Regions from separate parts of the Zea mays genome. Here region 1 is linked to region 2. Evidence: chromatin contacts called from public Hi-C data. All regions are on one chromosome and are shown on one strand. The core of a region is the stretch at or near the end of the contact, and the rest is flanking DNA. Distances in the headings are between cores, read along the strand shown. Region 1 holds the start of LOC100192834. Region 2 holds the start of LOC109945306 (auxin-responsive protein SAUR50).

Region 1 (6,412 bases), core at 2,584-5,083, 190 kb after region 2:
TGTCGGACGCTGTGCTCGCCGTGTTGGTGCTCATGCATACGGGATCCATGTACGCCCTAGTCCCGATCATGACGGTGCCCTCGAGGGAAGAGCCATGTCCTGGATGGATCTGCCTCACGAGCCCGAAGTCGCCGAGCTTGGCCTCGAAGTCATCGTCCAGCATCACGTTGCTGGGCTTGATGTCGCGGTGCAGGATGGGGTTCTGGTCGCCGGTGTGGAGGTACTCTATGGCGGAGCCTATGCCGAGCACTATCCTGTACCTCTCAGGCCACGCCAGCAGGCGCTCTGACCTGTGGAGGTGCTCGTCGAGGCTCCTGTTCGTTACCAGCTCGTACACGAGCAGCAGCTCATTGCCGCCTTGACACCAGCCGACGAGCTTCACTAGGTTCCGGTGGCTGAGCCGGCCCAAGGTCATGATCTCGGTCACGTAGTCCTTCCGGGTCCGCGCCTCCATCTGCCTCGTCAGCCTCTTCACCGCCACCGGCGGCATGAGAGGGTCCGGCAGCTCACCTCTGTACACCTCCCCGAACTGGCCCGCGCCGAGCTTCCTGTCCTTGAAGAAGTTGCTGGTCGCTGCAGACAGCTCCTGGTACGAGAATTCCCTTGCAACTGGGACGACGAATAGAAAGATTTTTCGCTCCAAATTAATATGACTAGATGTTTAGTTTATTAGGGGATTATGAAGTTAAATGATAGGGTTATTACCTTGCAACTCTATCTTCATCGATGAGGCACGGGAATAATGTCTGTGCATGATAATCCAAAGTAGAGCAGCCACTAAAGCAGCAAATGACACACTCGCAACAGCTAAAAGTATTATCACCCAAAGTTCGAACTTAGGTGGATCTGTTAACACGGAAGGCAATAATGGCTATTAATTAGACAGTGAGACTTGAGCGACACCGAGCATTTGGTAGATCATCAACCAACTTCTTTTTGTAAATAAACGATATATAGAAATATCTCTGGTCGTCATTTGGTAGACCATCATAATCATCACTGGTAATAATTAGCATTTGGATCTAATTTATTTTCCCAAATTACTCATCTCTACAATTATGAACATATCTAAAGTAACATCTAAAATCTTCATCTAATTAAGGTAGATATTGATTCCATCTATCATGAAATATATCAAATCAACCTTCTAAATCCGTTTTCTCAATTACCTACATATTTGATAAGTAATCATTAGTGGGGAACAGATCTTCGTCTCGGCATATTAGGTCCAACAAAAAAAATTTAAAAAAAAAACTCAACAAAGGGGGTAATACAACTTTGGGTAGATAGTACTTCCTCCGTTTCGTTTTAGTTGTCGATAGACAGTGCAAAATTGAACTATCCAGCGACAACTAAAAAGAAACGGAGGGAGTAAGAAGAAAGCCCTTCTCACGCATGTTAATCATTACCTAGACATATTATCTCTTGCATATTAATTGTGAAACTGTGCTGAATGAAACTCTTCACTATGAGAGGCTGTTTTAACCAAGGTTTCATTTCTTTCATGATTATGTGGCAACTTAGAAATACAAATATGAAATCTACCACCGTGAAAGATTTATTTTCTTTTCCTTTTCTCTAAAAAGGGAGAGTTATTTTGAATATGTATTTGTATCTTGGCAAATAATATAACCTAACAGAGTCATGGATTGTTGCATCACAGACTGGTACATCTATATACTTATTAGTTGAAGTGTCTTGGTGTGCATTCATTCAAATTTAAGAATCATGTTTAATTTTGAATTCAAAAAGGGGAAACTAAATTTAAATAAAAAGAAAATAAAAAAGGAAGACTTCACCCTTCTCGCCCTTGGCCTTTCGGCCCGATCCAGCCACGGCCTGCACGCGCCCGCGTGTGCCCACATCCACACCCAGTGCCGCTGCGCCGTGGGCCCCGCCTGCTAGTAGCTGACCGCGCCCTCATTAAGCCTCCTCCCTCTCACTATTGCATGGACCCCGCTTGCCAACGCGGCGCTCTCGCGCGCGGAGGGCCTCGCCGCTGCCCCACGGACCCCTTCCGTCAATCGTCATGCCAGCCGATACACTGAGTAGGACTGGGCGTTCGCGTTTACTCGAAATTTTGGGTCGGGCTTTTTGGGTTTTTTATATTTCGGGTTTTCAACCGTAGAACCCGTACTCGTACCCGAAATTTTGGGTACCCGCAATTTCAGGTACCCGCAAATTCAGGTTTAGGTTTGGGTATAAGTTCGGGTACCCGTACTTGTATTCAAGGACGATTCCAAAGTCTTCGTCTCTGTCGTTGTGCACTGCCGCCTTTCCTCCGCCTGGGAGTAATTAAAGAACAAGAGGGGGATTTCACGGGGATCCGCCCTGATCTGGGTGGCTCTTTGGTCCACCATGCAGGGAGGGGGCCGGCACGTTCGTACGGTCCAGCGATAGCGACGACGAGCTCGAGTTGGAATTTTGTGAAGAAACTGGAATGAAGTTTCGCATAGCCAGCACTCAGCAGCGAGCTAGTAGTATTAACAATGCTGATCAAGGACTGGTGATATGCTAACGAATGGACCGAGCCAGTGACTGACGGAGGAGGAAGAACTGAGTAGGCTATCAACTGGGTGTGGCCCGTGGGCTGTGCCGCTGTTGGGCTAGCGGCTAGCGCTCGACCTGGCACGTGTTGTCTAATTTCGGGTAGAATGGGTACTTCGGGTACCGCGGGTGAATACCCGATTAGACCCAAACTTAGTTCAGGTATTCCATTTTGTTACACGTTAGAACTGTTCGGGTAACAGGTCTCAGACTAAACGGGTACGGGTTCGAGTATTTTGCGTAACGGACTTCGGGCTCAGGTTTTATGCCCGGTCCTAACGCTGAGCCACGAAACCACATGTCATATTCTTGTTCCCTCCACTCGCGACACGCACCACGTCGCGCGTACCGGGCAACCGCCCACGCCCAGCCCCTATTCAAACCACCCAGCACGTCCAACCGGATTTTTTGAATTTTAGCCCTTTTTTGAACAAATTTCATATTTAGTCTTCTAGATAAAGTATTTCTATTTTTAGACTCTTTGTTCAGCGTCATAGGGCGTGTTCGGCTGGCTGCAAGCCGACACTGTTGCAGCTGTTTGGACTGCTGCAGCTGCAATCCATAGAGAGAAAAATACTGTAGAAGCCGCAGCCGCAGCCGGATTGCAGCCGCAGCAAGCCGCAGCGAACAAGCTGATAGCTTATAGGCCGTGACACCGAGATAACACGACTCGACACCATAGTCCATAAAACTGAGGTATGGCGATGATATGGCCGAGCTCGGCGCCACGATTCACGAGGTTGAGCTCCTGTCTTCTGATTCTAGCGAGATTTTCTTGCATCCTGTTTGCTGCTTCGCCTTTGCACACCGAGCGACCTTTTCTAGGTGAGCTAGATAGCTGTTCGCAAATCTCCTAGGATTTCCAAAATAAATCTTGGCAAATCTATTCGGATTTCCAAAAACAGCTAGGCACTTACTAGGAACCGGCTCTCCCGTCCCGTTGGCTGCTCGCTGCTGCCTCGCCACTAACGCGGTGCGGGCACCAGCCGCGTCCACCGGCGCTGAAGTAGCCACTAACGCGGACGCGGTGCTGGCACCGGCCGCGTACACCGGCGCTGAAGTGCCCTTCTGCTTCCGTAGTCCAGCATCAGCGCGCGAGATCTGGTGGCTGGACGAAGCAGCGATGCCGGCGGCATGGACTCAGACTATCGATCCGCTCCTCCTCGACGTTGAACGTGGCGCTCTCGTCGTCGCGCATCACGAATTCCATGTTGAAGGAGACGGCGGCGTATGCCGACAAGACAAAATGGGTGTGGTGGCTGCGGTCACGGGTATGCGATGGGCGCCAGCGACCATACCGCCGCACAGGTACTTGAGAAAGCTGAAGGACTTCATGACGCGACGCAAACCGGTTGAAATATCCATTAATGATCGACCGTGAACAGTTAAATATTTATTACTACACATTATCTTCTACGAGATAATAGAAATAAATATATATGTCTATGTATTTTTTATTTTAGAAAGTAGACAAAAAAATAGTAGACAACATATCTTCTCACATGTAAGCGGTTGGTGACTGACGCAAATAAGCTGATCCTAGAAAAGCATAGCGTTTTTCCGTAAAGTACAAATTCAGAAGTAAGGAAAACCTACCGGCGGGAGATGGGAGCTCGGCACCATGAATCATGGTGTCGAGCTCAGCCACATAAGCGCCAGGGCCGTTCCTGACCGTTTGGGGGCCTGAGGCGAAACCCAATAGGGAGGCCCTATCTACCCATGTATATATATATATAATTATAAACACATACTTTCTTCATTCTAATTTATAATTTATTTAACTTTTTACCATAAGTTTGATCAGCTCGTCTTATTCAAAAAAATATTTATCATTAATTTTTACTGTAATATCGTTTAGTATATAATATACTTTAAGTATGGCTTCGAATTTTTCATTTTTCGCAAAAACTCTGAATAAGACGAGTCAATCAAACTTGCCACAAAAAAGTCAAACGAATTATAAATGAGGACAATGGAGTATTATTTATCACTATCTTAATGGGCTGATAAAAAATAAAAGCAAATTAAACTAACTAAAAACAAATAAAGGTACCACGAATATCTTTTAGGTAAGCAGGAATTTTACCTTCTAGGCGGGCAGCGTCAGGCAACATGACACGCAAACGGCTGCGGCGCGTGGCCGGACACGTCGGCACAGTGGCAAGAGCAGGCCGATCAGGCGATCACCGATCGCCAAGGCGGGGCCGGGCAGGTGCTAGGCGGAGGCGGCATGACCGCGATCCAACTTCCAGTCCAAAAGAGCAACACGATATTTGTGTAATTGTGTTCGATAAGCAGACGCAGTCATCCAGTGGAAAACGGGCTGACGAGCAAAGCAGGTGTCTATGTTTTTTAGAGGGTGGGGCCCCATGTCTTTGGGGGCCCAGTGCCGTGGCACCCCCGGCAACCCCCCAGGTCCGGCCCTGATAAGCGCCAGTGCGGCACGGGAGTCCAGCGCATCAGTAACCTCGGTGCCTTAGGTCATGGCGTCGTCCCGTGTTATCTTGGCACCAAGGTATATGACGCCGAGCAAAGGGTCTAAAAACGACATTAAGTCGTCAAGGGGTCCAAGTGTGATTTTTTTTTGAAAAAAGTGCTAAATTGCAACAATTTCGGTGATCTCCCCTACATCCCAAGACCACGCCCCACTCTCCCCACGCACTGCCAGTCACCACGCCGCGCTCGAAGTCGCCCCTGCATGTCGGGGCTCCACATGTGCCGATGTGCCCGTTCTACATAGTATCCGGAGCATCGTCGCATCACGATCACATCGCCATGTCACGCTCAAAGAACTGTCGTCATCGTTCGCAGCACCACCTGGTCGAGCTCCACCCCGAGGTGAGAAACTATCGGCCAAACTCCCTCATTCACTCCCTTGTTCTCTTTTTTTCTTTGCACAGTCGCCGGTGCGGGACCACGACCGCAACTGCGTTGTTGTGTCGTGTCCCTCCGACCAACTGCTGGTGCCCGAAGTTCTCCCCATCCTTGTGCCACCACTGGCCATGGTCGTCGTGCCCAGCATTGCACATGAGCGGGAGGTGGACGAAAGCCCCGACATCCAGGGCCCACCTACAATCTCTCCACCCCCTCATGTACACGTGCATGGAGCCGCTGTCTGGTGGACCCCACCGGCAGAAAAGCCACCCCTTCACACACACTAGCGCCTGCGCAGACCCTACCATGTGGGACCCTTGTGTCATTCACTGTCCTCACGCCCCTGTTGGTGACATTGACTGGTGGGCCCGCCCAGTTGCGAGTGCCTTCCGCGCGAGCGCGTTGTCGCGGGATCATCCCCGACTAACCACATGTCTGCACACGATCGCTCCCCAAACCTTGACCCGCCCGATCCCTCGGATCCTCTGCGGCATCAGCCATGTAGCCCATCTTGTGGCAAGCCTCACCCAATGGGCTTTGGCCACGTCGCCCTAGTCACGCCTACACCTGCGAATTTTGCATAAAGGCCATACACCTCCCTAAAATTTTGTGCCTACACACTGAGTCTCAGGAAAATCCTCTACTAGCCCCTGAAAGCTAGGGTTAGTTACATTTTGGTCCTCGAAACTTTGAAACCTCATAACATTCACATAAAACTCCAAATGAAATGGGTCACATTGCATTGTCTTCATTGAAATTTTGTTTACATGTCAGCGACATGATTTTCTCCTATTTTAGTATTTCATTTAATAAAGATTTGCTAGTTTAATTGAACTAATTAGAGCCATGTTTATTGTCAGCGACAAACATTCTAACATGTGTCCTAACTTGGAAAAAATAGCAAGCCCTAGGTGCTAATAACAGGAGCAAATCATTCATTCTTTTCCTAATGCTTGTTGAACCATAAATGTGTGCTAAGTCATAAAATTAG
Region 2 (6,672 bases), core at 2,123-4,622:
GACAAAAATTCCCCGTCCCCGTCCCCGCGAACGCTCACGGGGGAGCTTTTTCTCCCATCCCCGTCCCCGTCGGGGAATTTATCCCCGTGGGGAACCCCGCGGGGAATCTGTCCCCACTAGAAGTACAATGTTTGAAGATAAATTTAAATTGATTGTATCAAATTAATACAAATTTAACAAACAAGATTGAAAATTACAAGAGACATAGTTTAGTTTTCTATTTTATAACATGCTATGTACTGAGTTCTTACTATAATTTTAACAAGTAAATTAACTAACTTGGATAAAATAGTTTCGTGGAGCGGGTACACGGGGAACGGGGACGGGGGATGGTTCCCCGTCCCCGTCCCCGCGAACCCGACGGGGATTAAATTTCCCCCATTTAGATCCCCGCGGGGACTAAATTAGTCCCATACCCGTCCCCTAATAGAGGAATTCCCCGCGGGGAATCGGGGATCGGGTCCCCATTGCCATCTCTATTCGGGCCGGGCCAGCCCGAAAAGCCCAGACCCAATTGTGGTTCGGGCCAGCCCGAAGCCCGGTAAATAGAATTCAACACAGTTTATAATTCTGAGCTAGAAAACAAAGATGCAACTGAATTCAACACAGTTCAACAAAATATACAGATGGAACAATCCAGGCCGATGGAACAATCTAGGCAGCACCGCTAGCCGCAGCTGCCACTGCTGATCAACTCTGCTGCAGCACGGCGCGTACGGCGTGGGAGGAGGAGTCGCACCGCCGGCGGCGTCCGTGGACCCGCGCGTCGCTGCGTTCGAGCTGGAGTACGCACACTGGGTGGAGGAGCAGAGCAGGAAGGCGACGGAGCTGCGGGCGGTGCTGCAGGCGCACGCGCCGGACGTCCAGCTGCGGGTCCTCGTCGACGCCGCGCTGGCGCACTACGGCGCGCTGTTCCGGGCCAAGGCGAGGGCAGCCCGGTCCGACGCCTTCTTCGTGCTGCTGTCCGGCGTGTGCCTGGAACCGGGCTGGCTCCGTGCCTGCTTTTCCTGGCGGGCCGGGCCGTGCCGCCCGGCGGGTGTATTCGGCAGCCCAAGCACGGCCTGGTCTACCGGGTCGGGCTGGCACGGGCACGAAACCAGACGGGCCGTGCCGTGCTTGGGCCGGGCCAAAAAACCGGGCCTCGTGCCGGGCTGTCGGGCTGCGGTTTGCATGCTCATCTATACGTTTAGTCATTCAATATAAAAAAGCTCTGGCTGTCGTCCGCCTGCTGCCTGTCGTCCACGCGCTTCGAGAAATTGCTTCTGCTGTTACCCAAGAGCAGCGTTGTTGATTTTAGCGCACGCGGACCAAGTGGTGGACTGTCGCTCCTCCAATCCGAATTTCCATCCAATTTGCTACCTGCACACGGTGATCGATTAGCTCTTCGTCCATTTATTGCTGTTATTTCGCGCGCATGAAGAATACCAGATTTTCCGCATATTATTTTGTTCTGGGTATTATCGCTGTTATTTATTCACCGGGCGATGAAGTACACGTACACCTGGATAAAGTAGATGACGCTCTTGACGAATTTAGTAACGAGGATTTCAAGTTTATTTTAGACCGGCGAGGACGGAGAAGAGAAAAGAGCATACGTCCTTGACTCAAATTAATCCAGCTTAATCTAGCAAATAACATTTTGTGAGATGTTTTGCATGAGAAAACTGCACCTGCGCGCGGCTACCTCTATGATCGAATCAAGTTAGTCAATTTGCATGTCTAAAGATTTGATTGACAAGCAAGACGTATGTGAAGATGGAGTTATATACACGCAAGTTAAAAGACGATGATTCATATTTTGGTCTTCAAGAAGATCATATGTCTACGCTAAGGAGCTAGATCATGACGAGGAGGATTTAAGTATTATTCCTTTGTGCACTTTGCCTGGTTTTGCAAAGAAGATGCGCATATATATAGTCATGAGACTATAAAACTAGATGGACTTTTCGAGGCTTCGTATGCCGAGGAATTAAAAGACAAAACAAATGATGTCTTTTCAAGGTTTTGCTTTTCAATGGAGAAGCCTCGCCTCTATTTACGGGAGGACAGAAAAATAAACCAAACAATAACAATATAGAAAAAAATCTTACAATCCTTACAAAGGCCATTCAAAAACCATGAAGCAAGACAGATAAATTCTGCAGGTACTGCAAGGAAGACAATCATATCATTGATTGATGCTGCTACTCCGTTTCATATATGCATTCATAGAGATTGATTTGTCACCTATGATCTCCTCCTCTAAAATGTGGGGCTTTTGCATTGTTATTAGATCGGGTGATGACAGACCTCGCACTTGATTTTCGTTGGAACTGAACCTATTCAAATTAAAATTCAAAGATGACGATCGATGCATGCACATATCTACAGTTGTTGTGGTATGATCTGCAACCGTAGTTTTCACAGAAGCGCCAACCCAAATCTGTATCTGTCTACAGTTGTGTTATTTATTCAACGCAGGCGCTGTATGCAGTCTCGGCACGCTTTCGTGTTCCAAGCTAGCAGGCGCCAGGGCCATCATGCCATGCAGCATGGCTCAAGGGGTTATTTGACAATTCAAACAGAAGCTGCCGGCAGTTATTCCGGCCGCCGCCGGTCACCATGCATTAATAATAATACCTAAATAAAAGGGAGAAGTTTGAAAAAAAAGAAGATGAACAATCGTTTTTCCTTCAGCGGCACGAAGACGGCAGTCTTCCGTTTCGTACATACATACATTAGCGTGTTAGAAAAATCAACAAAGAAGCAGCAATATACGTACAGAGAGGCATTTCAAAATTCATTACGAATTCACAACCAGCTGGAATACTTATCTTTCCTACGATTCTAGGGCACGACGACCGTGTTCCTACACAGGCGGCGGGACCATGTTATTGAGGTGTGTATGTTCTAATTAGTTTAATTCAAAAGCCTAAGCAGCTGCTGACAGAGAAATTAACAGTGTGTGAATTAAATAGAAAAGCATCGTTAGTTCATGTAGCAGGCAGTGCTTCCTCCACATACATGGCATTGGCAAGCAGAGGGGTTGACCACTGGAGATAGCATAGATCTCACACAATTATTGAGCGATGTCTGTGCTCCTTCAACGCCTCCAAAACAAAATGTGCAGCGCAGCACCGTACCCCTGCATACGTACCTGTGCTATTCTCAAATTTCTTATATATATATATATATATATATATATATATATATATATATATATATATATATATATATATATATATATATATATATATATATATATATATATATATATATATATATATATATATATATATATATATATATATGCAAAATTTGTTTTCTCAGCGTACGTCTCTGTTTCCTTCTTCCTATATGGCCTGCTGTGTGTTTGTCCTCCTCCTCTCACACCAAGAAATCAAGAAAATGTGCGTCAAGTAGAGAAGCTGGCTGCCTATAGAGAAGCAGACAGCTAGCTAGATACCTGCTGCTAGTGCCCATTATCCTGCACATCACTATTACCCTGGACTGGAGCATGCATGCATATGCAATAGCAGGCTAGCTGCTGGTTACTGCCCTCCTCCTCGACCGTGTCTCCTTAAGTCCTTATAACCTCACCTCACCTGGCCTCGTCTCAGCTCAGCTCTGTCCGAAGCAGCAGCAGCAGCTTTTCTTGCACTCATCCAGCATATGGCGGCCACGGTGATGACGACAACGACGAGCAAGGCAGGGAGAAAGAGCCTGATCTCAAGAACCCTGCAGCGGTGCAAGTCCGGGCTGAGCGCCGGTGGCGGCGGCTCATGCGGCCGGTCGTCAACATCGTCGCCGCCGGGGTGCTTCTCGGTGTACGTGGGCGCCGAGCGAGAGCGGTTCGTGGTGCGCGCCGAGTGCGCCAACCACCCTCTGTTCCGGCGCCTCCTGGACGACACGGAGCGCGAGTACGGGTACGCGGCGCAGGGCCCGCTCGCGCTGCCCGGCTGCGACGTCGACTCCTTCCTCGACGTGCTGTGGCAGATGGAGCGCGCTGACGGCGCCAACGAGGAGGTCGCCGCGGCCTCCTCGCCGATGTGCGGCCTGCACAGCGGCAGCAAGGGCCGCGCTGCCGGGTACCGGATGCTGTCGTCGCCGCCGATGGTTGGCAGGAGGAGGTGAGAGAGAGCAGAAAGACAAGGATTACCTACTAACAAACACATCATGATTAGTGAGCTAATGGTGCTGTAGGAATTCTGGTACGTAGCGTAGTACTAGTTCTCTACTGCTAATCTGCTATGACGACTAAGTGTCATCCATAGCAGAATCGTTGGCTTTCTGCTCATGATCATACTATGTTCATGCATGTGTATGCTGTGTGTGACTGTGAGCCCTAGCTCATCGATCCAGTTGGATCGATCAACTATAGAAATCGTGGACTCTAAAGTTTAGTCGTCATTTCAATTAGTCTCAGGTAATACAGGTTTCTGTATACACTATATATATATATATATATATATATATATATATATATATATATATATATATATATATATATATATATATATATATATATATATATATATATATATATATATATATATATATATACACACACACACACGGCGGCACTAAAATGCACCTGGGTGCATTCTCTATATTGAATGCACCCACCTGCAATAACACCCCCGAGCACGCCTCGGCCCTCCTGTATGCGCGCCTCCCTGCCCCCCGCCGCCGCGCGCCTCCCTGCCCCCGCCGCCGCGCGCCTCCCTCTCCCCCACCGCCGTCGAGCGCCTCCCTGTCCCCGCGTCGCCGCGTGCCTCCATGTCCCCGCGCCGCCGCGCGCCTCTCTGTCAGCGCGCCTCCCTGTCCCCCGCATTAGGTGTGATTGCAACTGCTGTATATTTCTACCCAAATATCTGTTAAAAAATGTAAACAAAATGATTGTAACTGCTGGTGTGTTGTAATTGCAACTGCTGGTATGGTGTAGATGCAACTGCTGAGTTGCTCTGATGTGATTGCAAGTACTGAATAACTCTGGAAAATTTTGTTAAAAAATATGATTGCAACTGCTGGTCTGGTGTAATTGCAACTGCTGGTCTGGTGTGATTGCAACTTCTATATAACTATGTCCAAAAATCTGTTAAACAAACAATGATTGCAACTGCTGTCTAGTGTAATTGCAACTGCTGGTCTAGTGTGATTGCAACTTCTTTATAACTATGTCCAAAAATCTGTTAAACAAACAATGATTGCAACTGCTGTCTGGTGTAATTGCAACTGCTGGTCTGGTGTGATTGCAACTTCTATATAACTATGTCCAAAAAACTGTTAAACAAATAATGATTGCAACTGATGTCTGGTGTGATTGCAACTGCTTTCTGGTGTAATTGCAACTGCTGGTCTGGTGTGATTGCAACTTCTATATAACTATGTCCAAAAAACTGTTAAACAAATAATGATTGCAACTGATGTCTGGTGTGATTGCAACTGCTTTCTGGTGTAATTGCAACTGCTGGTCTGGTGTGATTGCAACTTTTATATAACTATGTACAAAAATCTCTTAAACAAAACAATGATTGCAACTGTTGGTCTGGTGTAATTGCAACTGCTGGTCTGGTGTGATTGCAACTGCTGGTCTGGTGTGATTGCAACTTATGTGAAGAGGTTGAGCCGTTCGTGGAGAAAGAGGGGCGTGAGCGGGAAAGTGAAAAGGTTCTGTCGGGAGCGTGCGGGAGCGACGAAGATGTGCGAGAGGGACGAAGACGGCCTGAGTGGGACGGTTGGCTCGGACCTGGCGCGTAGGTTCGGCCTGGGTGCATTCTCTATATTGAATGCACCCAGGTGTAATATATAAATACAATATATATATATATATAGTCGAAAGTTCTAACTATATAGGTGCTTGTGGTTAATCGAAATGCCAGCAAGGGAATTAACTTGTGTCATGCTGTTGCCCTTAGCTCTCTTTCTTTCTTTCTTTCTTGTGAAACACATTATAAAACATACAAGTTCACATTAGCTTATCTCTACAATTAACAAACATATACATGCATATTGTACTCTCTCTAAGTAGATTTTGGTATTGACAAAATAACCATATATGTCTTGTTATTAATGAGCATGTCGTCTACCATTAAAAAAAATAGAACCATAAGTCCAAGGACTTGAAAATATATTCCCCCCCTATCGATAAAGCAAACTATATAGAGGTTATCTTTCTCTTGAACACTGGTGAATATATAGGTTCCATCACAAATAACATAATCAGTCAACTCCATAGTTTTGTTCCTCATTGCGAATACAAGTTAAAGAGAAACGCCACAATTTTTTCATGTTACAAATTATAGAGGTTATCAACATATAAGTCCTATAATAGCTCGTCGCATCATCGAAGTGCCCATCTTACACAATGTGGTGTGTTTAAAGATCTGGACATTGTTGAAATTGTCGGGAAGCTCAACGAGAGTTCGATCCAAGCATGCACAGACCACCTAAAGGAGTTGTTTTTGCAATTAGGCCTCCTCAAGAAGCTTTTGAGTTTAAAAGGTCGTGCCTTTTAGGACTTTGTGGTGGAGGTTTATTTGCCTTTTTATTATATTTTGTCTTTGTTGTCTTGGGTGGCTTTCTGCTGTGTACTCCTGTTGTTAGGGTGCTGGTGTTACTGTTGTTGGTAGGGTTGGCCTATTTTTTTCTGTAGCAATCATTTTTTGGTAGTCTTCTTGGGGAGGTTATTGT

What was found. A called contact is a pair of places that touch in the nucleus more often than the background predicts.
Region 1: a Hi-C map of tassel shows a contact between it and region 2, with 6 times the contacts expected there. The contact joins the promoter of LOC100192834 here to the promoter of LOC109945306 in region 2. A contact is called at or near these places in 6 of 25 Hi-C or Micro-C datasets (bundle sheath, ear, leaf and 1 more).

Annotation. Positions count from the first base shown.
Region 1 is chr3:160,189,867-160,196,278 of Zm-B73-REFERENCE-NAM-5.0, forward strand. LOC100192834 reads right to left here and starts at 3,834. Exons shown (of 2, transcript NM_001358585.1): 1 at 706-3,834; 2 at 1-609. The coding sequence starts at 754.
Region 2 is chr3:159,998,793-160,005,464 of Zm-B73-REFERENCE-NAM-5.0, forward strand. LOC109945306 (auxin-responsive protein SAUR50) reads left to right here and starts at 3,373. Exons shown (of 1, transcript XM_020551148.1): 1 at 3,373-4,297. The coding sequence starts at 3,652. The coding sequence ends at 4,113.